3 separate regions of the Gossypium hirsutum genome follow, and regions 1 and 2 are each linked to region 3. The links are chromatin contacts, called in public Hi-C maps. All regions are on one chromosome and are shown on one strand. Each heading gives the region's core, a stretch centred on a gene start, on an enhancer-like site or on the middle of the called end of the contact. The rest is flanking DNA. Distances are from core to core; before and after follow the strand shown. Region 1 holds the start of LOC107892134 (E3 ubiquitin-protein ligase RGLG2). Region 2 holds the start of LOC107888713 (glycerol-3-phosphate dehydrogenase [NAD(+)]). Region 3 has its middle 9.4 kb from the start of LOC107888719.

What was found. Hi-C and Micro-C count contacts between places; a contact is called where the count stands out from the background.
Region 1: a Hi-C map of leaf shows a contact between it and region 3, with 2.1 times the contacts expected there. The contact joins the promoter of LOC107892134 here to the enhancer-like site in region 3. A contact is called at or near these places in 2 of 34 Hi-C or Micro-C datasets (hypocotyl and leaf).
Region 2: a Hi-C map of leaf shows a contact between it and region 3, with 3 times the contacts expected there. The contact joins the promoter of LOC107888713 here to the enhancer-like site in region 3. A contact is called at or near these places in 4 of 34 Hi-C or Micro-C datasets (callus and leaf).

What each region holds. Positions count from the first base shown.
Region 1 is chrA09:10,735,416-10,739,006 of Gossypium_hirsutum_v2.1, forward strand. It overlaps LOC107892134 (E3 ubiquitin-protein ligase RGLG2), which reads left to right and starts at 1,598. Exons shown (of 12, transcript XM_041077522.1): 1 at 1,598-1,753; 2 at 2,369-2,758; 3 at 2,866-2,950; 4 at 3,031-3,171; 5 at 3,253-3,366; 6 at 3,453-3,550. The coding sequence starts at 2,486.
Region 2 is chrA09:12,016,840-12,020,263 of Gossypium_hirsutum_v2.1, forward strand. LOC107888713 (glycerol-3-phosphate dehydrogenase [NAD(+)]) reads right to left here and starts at 1,902. Exons shown (of 11, transcript XM_016812893.2): 1 at 1,030-1,902; 2 at 714-790; 3 at 549-621; 4 at 199-416; 5 at 1-108. The coding sequence starts at 1,360. It overlaps LOC107888714 (pectate lyase), which reads right to left. Exons shown (of 3, transcript XM_016812894.2): 2 at 3,030-3,424; 3 at 2,436-2,943. The coding sequence ends at 2,719.
Region 3 is chrA09:11,361,136-11,365,035 of Gossypium_hirsutum_v2.1, forward strand. No RefSeq gene overlaps it. Among protein-coding and RNA genes, the nearest start is that of LOC107888719, 9.4 kb to the right of the region's middle. Within about 2 kb of position 1,981, at least 1 of the 9 cell types and tissues checked has an H3K27ac peak or open chromatin away from gene starts, as enhancers often do. A contact at or near this core is called in leaf, where this site is marked.

The DNA of each region.
Region 1 (3,591 bases), core at 348-2,847, 630 kb before region 3:
ATTAGTTTAAATAATTAATAGAATTATTAATTCGACCTTAACTTTGTTAGTAATTTTGTTATTATAATAATAAAACAGTAAAATATATATTATTCTCCATTTGAAGGATTTGGAATATAAGTAATAATAAAAATTATATAAAAAAATTAACTATTTCAATTAAAACACATTTATTTTTTCTATAAAATAAATCAAATTTTGATGAGTTGAAAAGAGACTAAATATCAAATTTGAGTATGATAGAAGGATCAAAGTCATAATTTAATCATTTATAGTAGCATGCATAATTTTATAAATTTCTTTTCATTACTTATTCTCCAAGTCTCCTTTATCTATACTATTCTTTTAAGTATTTGATTCAACCCGTGTCTCAATTTACTGATCTCAATTCAATTGAGATTAACAATAAAAAGTTATAAAATTATCACCAATTATATATATATATATTTTAAATTTTAGGTTGACTCTTATTCTAAATTTCATAATATTATTTTTCTTCGAATCTGAATTATTTTAGGGTAAACTACATTAATAACCATTAAACTATGTTTTTTTTAGTCATCTAATTGTGAAAAATTACAAAATGATCACCTAACTATTAAACATTATAAAATAATCATTTAACTATTAAATTTTGTATTTTGATCACCCTATTCAATTTTGTATTTTTCATCACCTAACTGTATTGAATTTTTAGGTGTTTATATCTGTATGTTAACCAGTTAACGACTATTTTATAACATTTTCATAATTAAATAATGAAAATGAAAAAATGATAGTTGGGTTGGCCATTATTATAAATTTATATTAAATGAATGGATTGTAATCCCAAGTCATTGGAGACCCGCAAGTACTTGCACAGCGCGAGGCTTCCATGTCATGTGTTAACGTCCATTCCACACTTTCCATTAAAATACAAAAGAAATAAGAAATAACTCCGCTACAGTGTAAAAAATCAAGGGATAATATATAATTTGGTCCCTAATTTTTTTGATTTAGTTAATCCTTGAATTTATTTTTCGTCAATTAGGTTAATATCTTTACACTGATATCATTAGTTTATGTTGATGTGGAACTACTAGTCAATTTGGTGGTGTCATGTGATAGCATTTTATACAAGGGCGAAACTAGGGGTTGGCAGGGGCCCCAACCACCCAAAAATGGAAAATTTTCTATTTAAGCTATTTGAAATTTTTAAAATTTTAAATTAGTAAAGGTAAAATTATACTTTAGCTCCTCTAAAATGATAAAAATTAATTTAATCCTTTAAAAATTATAAAGTTAGAGGCTATTAAAATAGTGAAATTGTATTTTTATTATCATAAAAATTGTAATTTAATTTCGGCCCTTAAAAAATTTTCTAGTTTCCCCCTGCTTTTATATATATATATGTTTGTCAGGTAAAGTTCTGAGAGATTGTCATGTGCGATTACCAAATTGACTAGCAGTTTCATGTCAGCATAAACTAACTGTGTTAATGCAGAGTACCAATTTGATTGATGAAATATAAGTTTTGGGACTAACTAGGTTTAGAAAAAAAATTTAGTGACCGATTAGGTATAAATAGACAAGTTCAGGGGATATAGTATATATTATCCCTATGGTTTATAAAAGATAAAAAGGTATATACTTTCACGAAAGCAATCATCTAAAAAGTAATCATTTATCTCAAATTTCAAAAGCCAAATAGATACCCAGATCCTCCATTGATGCTCTGCAACTCTGCTAGTTTGTTTGCCTACTTCAATAAAAGGTATTGTAATTTATCTTCTAACTTTGATCCACTTTCCAATTTTGTTTACTTTTATACTTCAGATCTTGAAAACGTGTTTTTTTTTTCTCTTAAGTATTAAGCAATTAATAGCCGCCAAGATTAATGGGTCTCTTTCAGATTTCATGGCTTTTTTTTTTCTTTGAGATGAAACAGCGGTGTTTTTTTGGCGTTTTACTTTTCTTTAGAGTGAATTTACATTTTGTCTTTGGTGCCTAATAATTGTTTATTTTAAAATGGTGTGTTTCTTGATTGTTTAAGCCATTTCGATGGAGTCTTAGTGTAATATAAGTTCCCAGGAAGTAATTTGTTGGAAATATACTTAACAAGGAAGGCTTTTCTTTAGGTGTTTTAAGAACAGTGAAGGGGAAGCTTACGTTGCTGAATTGGTGTCTTTGAGATTTCTGGTAAATAAGGGAAAATTGAAGTTTCTAGGAAACTCCAAATTGTAGATATCGTTTCAATCTTTTAATTTTCTTGCTTCTTTACATATATTTGAATGCTTGCTTTGGTGGGTTTTGGAAAAGATTTGAGAACGTTTATTTGGTGATTTCATTCCTTAATTGTCATTCTTTGGTTGTTTGTGTATTATGTCAGGGTTTTAAGTTATCTGTCATTCTGGTATTTGGGCCGTAGTTGTTGATTTCGATTCATTTGTGGAGGAAGGAATCGGTTTTTGTTAAGAATTGGGAATTTCTATAGATATTTGAGTTGATGGGGGGTAGTAGTTCAAAGGATGTGAATTGGAGGCAGAATTCATCTTATCGTACGAGTTCGGCTTCATGGGATTCTCATACTGGCAATCCTCAGTATGGTCAAGAAAGCCCTAGTTATATGTCACAGTATAGCTCTGCCTCCCTGCAGTATTATCCACCTTCACAACCGGAGCTGCAGTATTATCCACCTCCTCAAAACCGTGGCAGTGATAAAAGGACACTAGACCGGAGGTATTCCAGAATTGCAGACAATTACAACTCCTTAGATCAGGTTAATATCTACTTTGCTTTCATTTTTAGAAGTTTTATATATTCATGCTTTTATCCTTTTTTCCGAACAATGATTTGGGTAAATGTTGCTTAATTGTTTGATTACAGGTGACGGAAGCTCTTGCTAATGCTGGTCTCGAATCTTCCAATCTCATTGTTGGTATTGATTTCACGAAGAGCAATGAGTGGACAGGTTAAATCTACTGTCTTAATTGCGAGTAATGTATGTTATTAGCAGTTCTAGAACCTGCTGAATCGAGCTTGTTTTTTTAGGGAAAAGATCATTCAATAGAAAAAGCTTGCACCACATTGGAAATAGTTTAAATCCTTATGAACAAGCAATCTCAATCATTGGGAAAACGTTAGCTGCCTTCGATGAGGACAATTTAATTCCTTGCTTTGGATTCGGTGATGGTATGTATTTAATTTGTTTTCGCCACGAGGATGCCTATTTTTTTAAATGCAGATACTAAGATCACTTGTATTTGTTGGCAGCATCAACACATGATCAAGATGTCTTCAGTTTCTACCCAGATGACAGATTTTGTAATGGATTTGAGGAAGTCTTAAGCCGCTATAGAGAAATTGTGCCACATCTTCGACTTGCAGGTTTACATTATCTCCTCTTTTTCTTCCTTATTGAGAATCACTTCTTGAAGAATATCCAGTCTAATAATTGCTATATCTCTTGCCAGGACCGACGTCGTTTGCTCCAATCATTGAAATGGCAATGACCATAGTTGAGCAGAGTGGTGGCCAGTACCACGTGTTAGTGATAATTGCAGATGGCCAGGTATTTTTCTCTTTGTGTGGGTTACTTCATTTAGTTTCGAG
Region 2 (3,424 bases), core at 652-3,151, 660 kb after region 3:
GGGAGTGACCATGAAATAAGGGGTACTGAATAATTTAACCCATTGCTCCGCAATCTCTCGATTGTCTCGAAATCCAACCGTTGCTTCACTGAATTTCTCCACAGCGATCTATAGGCTCAACTAGTTACTTGTGAGAAACCAATGGCAAAATGACACTGTAATTTGTACGTGAACTTCTCAAGTAAATCAACTGATTACCTCATTTGCGATATTTGCCCCCATTAGAACAGAACAATTGATGCCGAGCTGCTCGGATATAAGATTGGAGATCATACAAGGGCCTTCCATTTTGACCTCCATCCCTTTAATAAGAGAAATAGCCTCAACATCTCCCCTTACTTTACCAACAAGCCTCTTGCATATACCCTCCATAAATTGATGAGGGGTCACAAAGACCAACATGTTTGCATCTTTTACTGCAGAATTTCGATTTCAACCGTAAACAAAGTGAACATCTATCCCTAGCTACCCTAACTACAAGCATTCAAGAATCTAAATGAAGCAAAAGGGGTACCAGAAATGTAAAGAAAAAAAGGGAAATTGATTACCTGCATTATCGAGGTCTGGATCCGCAATGACATTTTTGCCGAGCTTAATACCAGGAAGGTATTTAACATTTTCCTAGTGAAACAAAAGCAAGTCCACTTACAGGTTGAGAAAATCTACAAGAAAATAAACAAATGGACAGAAAATGAATGTTTTCAAGTGCTCACATTAGTTTTGTTAATGACATCTGTAAGCTTCTCACCCGTTTGCAATGTCTCCTCAAATACCCACATCCTCACTTCATCTGGATTTTTCATTAGAACAAATTGCAATTCAATTCCAAATCTAAAACCATAAAAACTTCCACTTAGTATTATCAAATCTCAATACTTCTAAACACAGTTAAGTAATCTTTTTCATCATTCCACCATATGAATCTCACAAGTTAACATCTTTGGTGAGCTTTTCCCCGCTTTCTAAATCATTGAAAGAAACAGATAATCATGCAAGAAACAAAAAGATGAGTGAAGGGTAGAGAAATACCATGAAAAGAGTTGAGCTTGAGAGTGTTAGAAGCAATGAGCTTAGCAGCAACACTACCCCAATTACCACTACCAACAACAGTGACCTTTGATTTAGAGCCAACAACTTGACCATCATTCCCAAAATTGTTTACAGTGTCAGTGTGATGGGGTGTTGCAGTTTGGGGTTCAGCTTCTTGGTGTGGGGGAGAGACAGGTTCAAAAGCAGGAGCCATTGAAATGAAAGTGGAGAAATGGGAGGAAGAAAAGATGAGTGGCAATGAAGAAATGAAAGTGAAGTTAGAAACGAGGGAGAAAGAGGAAGAAGAATATAAGGGGAAATGAAAGCGCATGAGGGCGGAGATGACAGACACGTTGTCGTCACAAACAATGAAACAAAGTTCTCTTTTATGCTTTCATTTGTTGAAGTTGGCGATCTACTCTATGCTGCTTTTGCTTTCTTCCTTCGGGTTTTCTTTCCAAGTCAAAACTAGTGCAAGTTTGGACCTTACTTTGCAGAGTAATTTTGTAATGACATGGTTGTTTTGGCAATTTATCAGTGAATAAAAATGAAAGTGAAACCAATGAAGGCTATGATCCAAAGAACAAAAACCGTCGTGGAACTTGGCTTGGGTCCATTTCAATATAGAAATATCTTAGACCCATTTTCTAATGGGTCAATATATTTTAGCCCAAAACTGGTTGGGTCAATAGATAGAGATAGATAGAGAGATACTTGATATTCATGGTAAAAGCAAAGGTCTGCAAGAAGATGATATGAGATAGAAGTTTGGTAAATTGCAATTGGCATTTGCAAATGTTTGAGACAGTGACTGACTTTAATTAATCACAATGTAATAAACATACCAAAAAGCTTGAAGCTATGAGTGCATGCGGGAGATCCTGTCTCGCATTCCCACTCTACTCAATCACATTGCGGTCTAGCTCAGATATTCAGTTTCTCCATGATTTACGCCCAAAACATGGCTTTTAGTTGCTCCTTTTTATATGAAAATTTTCTTCCCATAAGCCATTGTTTGTTTCACACATCAAAACTAGATCGCATGATTATTACTATTATTAATTTTCCAAATTAAGGTTTTTCATTTTTGGTTATTACTATTATTAATTTTTTAAGGAATACTATTACTATTATTATTAAGTTTTTATTAGTAAAATTCTATATTTTAATATTTCCAACGACAAAGAATATATTAATTGATCATTAATTGGGTTTGTTTGCGTTGACATTTTGGTACTTCAAAAGCATTTACTTTTTTCGGTGACAATTATCCAAACGCTCACAACATTTATAATTAATGCTTTGGTTTGACTTTTTATCCATGAAAACATTTAAGAGATATAAAATATATACTTTTTATAGGAGAATTACCATACCTTCAGTCCAAACTGAAAACATTATGTAGATAAAACAAGCAAAATTCTCCCTTATCAATAATGACAATCACTTTCATGAAAAAGTACACTTTTGCCACTTATAGCAGATTACATAAAAGCAACCCTAAACTGCAGTTGCATGCTTTGTTGATCTATCAATACAGAAAATTACTACAAATTAACTGTATAGGATTAATGATTAATCCATGTTGTGTTCAATTTCAGGCAACATGCAGAGTTCGTCGTTTCATTACATTCTTAAAAGAAACAAAAAGACTAAATTATAATTAAACTGCTAATTATAAGTTTAAAACTAGCAGTGGGAACCCCTTCTACATTTGAGTGCACCAGCAGTCATTGTCATTGTACCCACAAGAGAAGATGGTCTAGCACTAAGGCTCGAAGCCCTAGCAAAGGTTGAAGATGCACCAGAAGCACCGGTTTGCCTGAAAAAGGCTCCATTCAACATCAAGTCTCCTTCGGATCTCCAGTTCCAGCGTTTCCATTCACTCTCTGGTGCATTCTCATGCTTGGTCACCTACAAAAATCATTACATATGGTAGTGTGAAAATGGTGATATATATGAGTTAACTCGTGCTAATGAGGACTTTGAAAATTAATTACCTCCTTCTTTGATCTATCATTGGGTGCTAGAAACCTGTTTCCTTGGCTGTTGATAGTAGGGTTTGCACTGCCACCAATGGCGTACATTTCCCAATGAGTGTAATCGTTGTTCACCACATGGAAATATCCAAGTCTACACCTTGGCATTCTTTGAATTAGACCTTCCCCGAAATGGTTAAAGGCAACAGTGACTTGCATGTTTTTATCTTGCATATAGGAATCACTGTGGCCCAAAAGCATGACTTTATCATGATGGGTCATGTAGTTGTTTGATATAGTCACGGCGGTGGATCCATGGATGACATCGATGAGTCCATCATGACAATTCGACAATGAACAATGGTCAACCCATATATTCTTGCTGCCAAAGATGGAGACACCATCACCGTCCGATG
Region 3 (3,900 bases), core at 731-3,230:
TTCCGACCCTTCTTCACTAAGAATTAATTATCTCATAGTACGAGATTCGGATGATGTTCCCGTTTATTTCTATTGAAAATAGACTTTTTAATGATTTTAAAAATATAAATTTAATCCCTTAATTATTTTTCTCCAATTTTTGATGATTTTCCAAAGTCAGAATAGGGGAACCCGAAATCATTCTGACATTGTCTCACAAAACTTATTATATCTCATGATTTACAATTCCAATGCTTACACCGTTTCTTCTATAAGAAACTAGACTCAATAAGCTTTAATTTCATATTTTATTCATCCTATAATTAGATTTCTAAAATTTTTGGATATTTTTCAAAGTTATACTATTGCTGCTGTCCAAAACTGTTTTAGTGCAAAATGTTGATTTTCATTTTGCCCCAAATTTCACAGTTCATACAATTCAGTCCTTACTTAATTAACCCCTCAATTAAACTAATTTTATCAATTAATAATTTTCCTAGACATTATAAGTTATTTCATAACTATTGAAATTTAGAATTTCCACATAAAACTCTAACTTCAAACTCTTTTACAATTTAGGTCCCAAACATTCACTTTCTATTCAATTCTTTCAATAAAATCAGTATATAAACAATTTAAAGCTCTAATTCTATATCAAATCATCATATACTTCCAGCACATATTCATAGAAACTTTCAATTTCTTTCATAGAATCAAGAACTAATGAATTCAACAAATGGACCTAGTTGTAAACGTCACAAAAACACAAAAATTTCAAGAAATAATCAAGAATTGAACTTACTTGCAGTAAAAATATGAAAAACCAGCTTAAGGGAACTCTTCCATGGTGTTTTTTCTGATGAGAATGCAGAAAAATAAAGAGAAATCTAGATAATTCCACTTTAGTCCTAGCTTTATTAAGTAAATTTTGCAATTTTCTAATTTTGCTCTTATTTTCTTGGTGATTTCATGCTCTTGCCGTCCAGCCCAAATAGACCTTGGGTCTATTTTCCTCTTAAACCCTCTTTCTTTTATCATTTAAGCTATTTATTCATTTCTCACAATTTTGCATTTGATACAATTTAGTCCTTTTTGTTCAATTAGCTATCAGTACTTTAAGATTTCTTGACGAAACTTTAATACTAACTTATTAACACTCTATAAATATTTATAAAAATATTTATGGCTCGATTTAAAATTCCCGAGGTTTCGATACCTCGTTTTCAATTCTAATTATTTTAATATATATATATTTGTACATTTCACTATTTCAAAATTTTTCCTAACTTCACATTTAACTTATATTCACTAAATTAATAATATTTCCTACTCATTTGTCGGATTTAGTGATCTCGAATCACTGTTCCGACACCACTGAAAATTAGGCTGTTACACCCTAATCGTGTACCCATGTGTTAACAAAAAAAGCCCTAACATAACATTTTATACCCAGCCCAATTATCAGGTCCAAATTACAAAATATCACATTCATTATTAAAATAACTACCATTCAATTTACCTGCTATTCACAATATTTTCTGAATTTTTTAAGTGCGGTGATTTTTATTGATCTAGAACTCATGTATTATCATGAGAAATGGCATTTGTCTATTCAGTTAGAAACTTGTATTAGAATGTGTTTCTTAAAGTTTTCTTATTTTTTTGTTATACGTAAACACTTTCAATACAGATTTATCCATCGCTTTTATTCAAACAATTATATATTGTAAGTTTCCATCATTTATAGAAATTAGTGATATGATGAGTAGAAAGGTAGGTACATAAGAATCCCAGACTGTGATTAGCACATTTATCATGCTTCATGCAAGGTCATCACCACCACATAAACTGTTACTGCAAAAACAACAGTAACATCATCGATCTGGGACGTAAATCGTATTTCAGGTCATTATAGATAAAAGGACCTTATGGACCATGGATGTCGGCAAATATTAAATGACATTGAGGAATTGTAACTTTCAACAACATTTATAGGCATGTGATGAGCAGAAAGTAGATAGGCCTCTCGGACTGTGTGATTAGCACATTTATCACTCTGTATGCAAGGTCATCTCCACATACACTGATATGGGCTATTTTACACAAATGATAAAAAATAATTAATTATATAAATCACCTTGGTTAAAAAATAATCACCTAAATGACTTTTACTAAATGATCGGTACTCACATAAATTATGACAAAATCATTGATCCATAATTGTGTCGGGGAATAAAAAATGAATATTTTGAGTTTTGGACATCATGTTGCCGACACCCTTGTATTTTTTTCTTAAACTGTATCATATTGGTATACATGTTATACCGGTATTTAAAAAAAGAAAATTTGGTGTGCCATTAACACCGATGACCGGCACCCTTTTTCCTAAATAAAAAAAATTATTTTTAGGGTGTTAGGACACTGATAGCTGACACTCATTTTCTAGATTTAAAAAAATGCACTGATAAAATTTCCAATAATATAAAAAAAAATGAACATATCAATTTTGGAACAATATTTTTTACTCATGTTCACGATTTCCTTGCGCGATTCTTTATTCTTATAATCTTTGTGGAAGTTTGTCGCAATGTGTCGGATGCAATAAACTAACCGCCACGGAACCCTCGAACGTCTTATTGCAGCCAATAGTCCCTTCAATCTGTCCAATATAAGGAAAATGTTGTCTTGCCTGACAACATGCCTTCGCAGATTTGTCAAGAAAAATTCACAGGACTCGAAGTTCTCACCCTCCATGATGGTGTAAGTGATAGGAAGTACATTCCGATTCTCGTCATGTGCAACTACAGTCAAGAGTATTTGCATGTAGTATTTTTGAAATACTACTGGGGTGTCGGTCATCAGTGTTCCAACACCCCAAAATTTTTTAAAATATGAAAAAGGGGTGTTAGCCATAAGCGTTTCATCACCCTTTTTTTTTAATTCTGGAAAAGAGGTTTCGGCCTTCAATGTCCTAGTGTCACGGGGCTAGACCTTTTGTCTCGCAATTCGTGTGGCCTTAGGCAATTTGCTCGTTCAAACTCGCCCAAGTCAGCCTTCACTCGAATGAGGATTCCTTAAGAACTCCTCCAAGGCACCAACTTGTACAGCAAAAGCAAACTTATGCCAAAAGAAGCTTAAAAAGAACAACAGAAAGGGACGCTCGCAAAGTGTTTGAGTAAATGCTTTCTATTCTCTTATTCACAAAGAATAATGAAACAATGAATGGAGTGAGTACAGATGAGGGGGAGGCTCTCTATTTATACTTGAGCTCCCCCAAAACCAACGGTCAAGATACAATTACATCGACGGACGAGATTAACCAATCCCATGATTTAAGGGATTTTACAAGATATTGCCATATCAAATCCTATCTAATCTTTACAAGATATGATTCCCTCTATCTTTAAAGATTAGTTACCATAGTTGCCTAAGTTGCTATATCTTCGCTATCGGGCCAACCAGGCTTCAATCTGACAGGCTTCTCCAACAGTTCCTTGAATCGAGCCAGCTCTCGTGGGCCAAATGATCCCCATCTAAGTAATAGACCTCCATCGGATGCATCTGGTTCGATGGTCACGGGCTTTGAACTCTGGCCCGTGACATTCTCCCCTACCTATTCTCGCAACGTCCTCGTTGCGACTCCCGAATGGCACTGACTTGATTCGCCTTGGATCCCACTCGTTGCCTTAGCTCTTCCCTTCTTTCGAGACTTTTGCCTCGGCTTCCGTCGCTTCTTAACTTGAGCCGTCCTACTCGTTTATACATCTCGATGACAAGGAGTTATGTCACTCCCTTGCCCATATTCTAACTTCCCTAAAGCAGAATCCTTGTGATTCATAACACTTGGCTTCACTTTGCCTACAGCCTCTCGGCCTCATTGCTCAAGAACTTCGAAAGGGCCCTTACGTTCTCGCCAAGTAC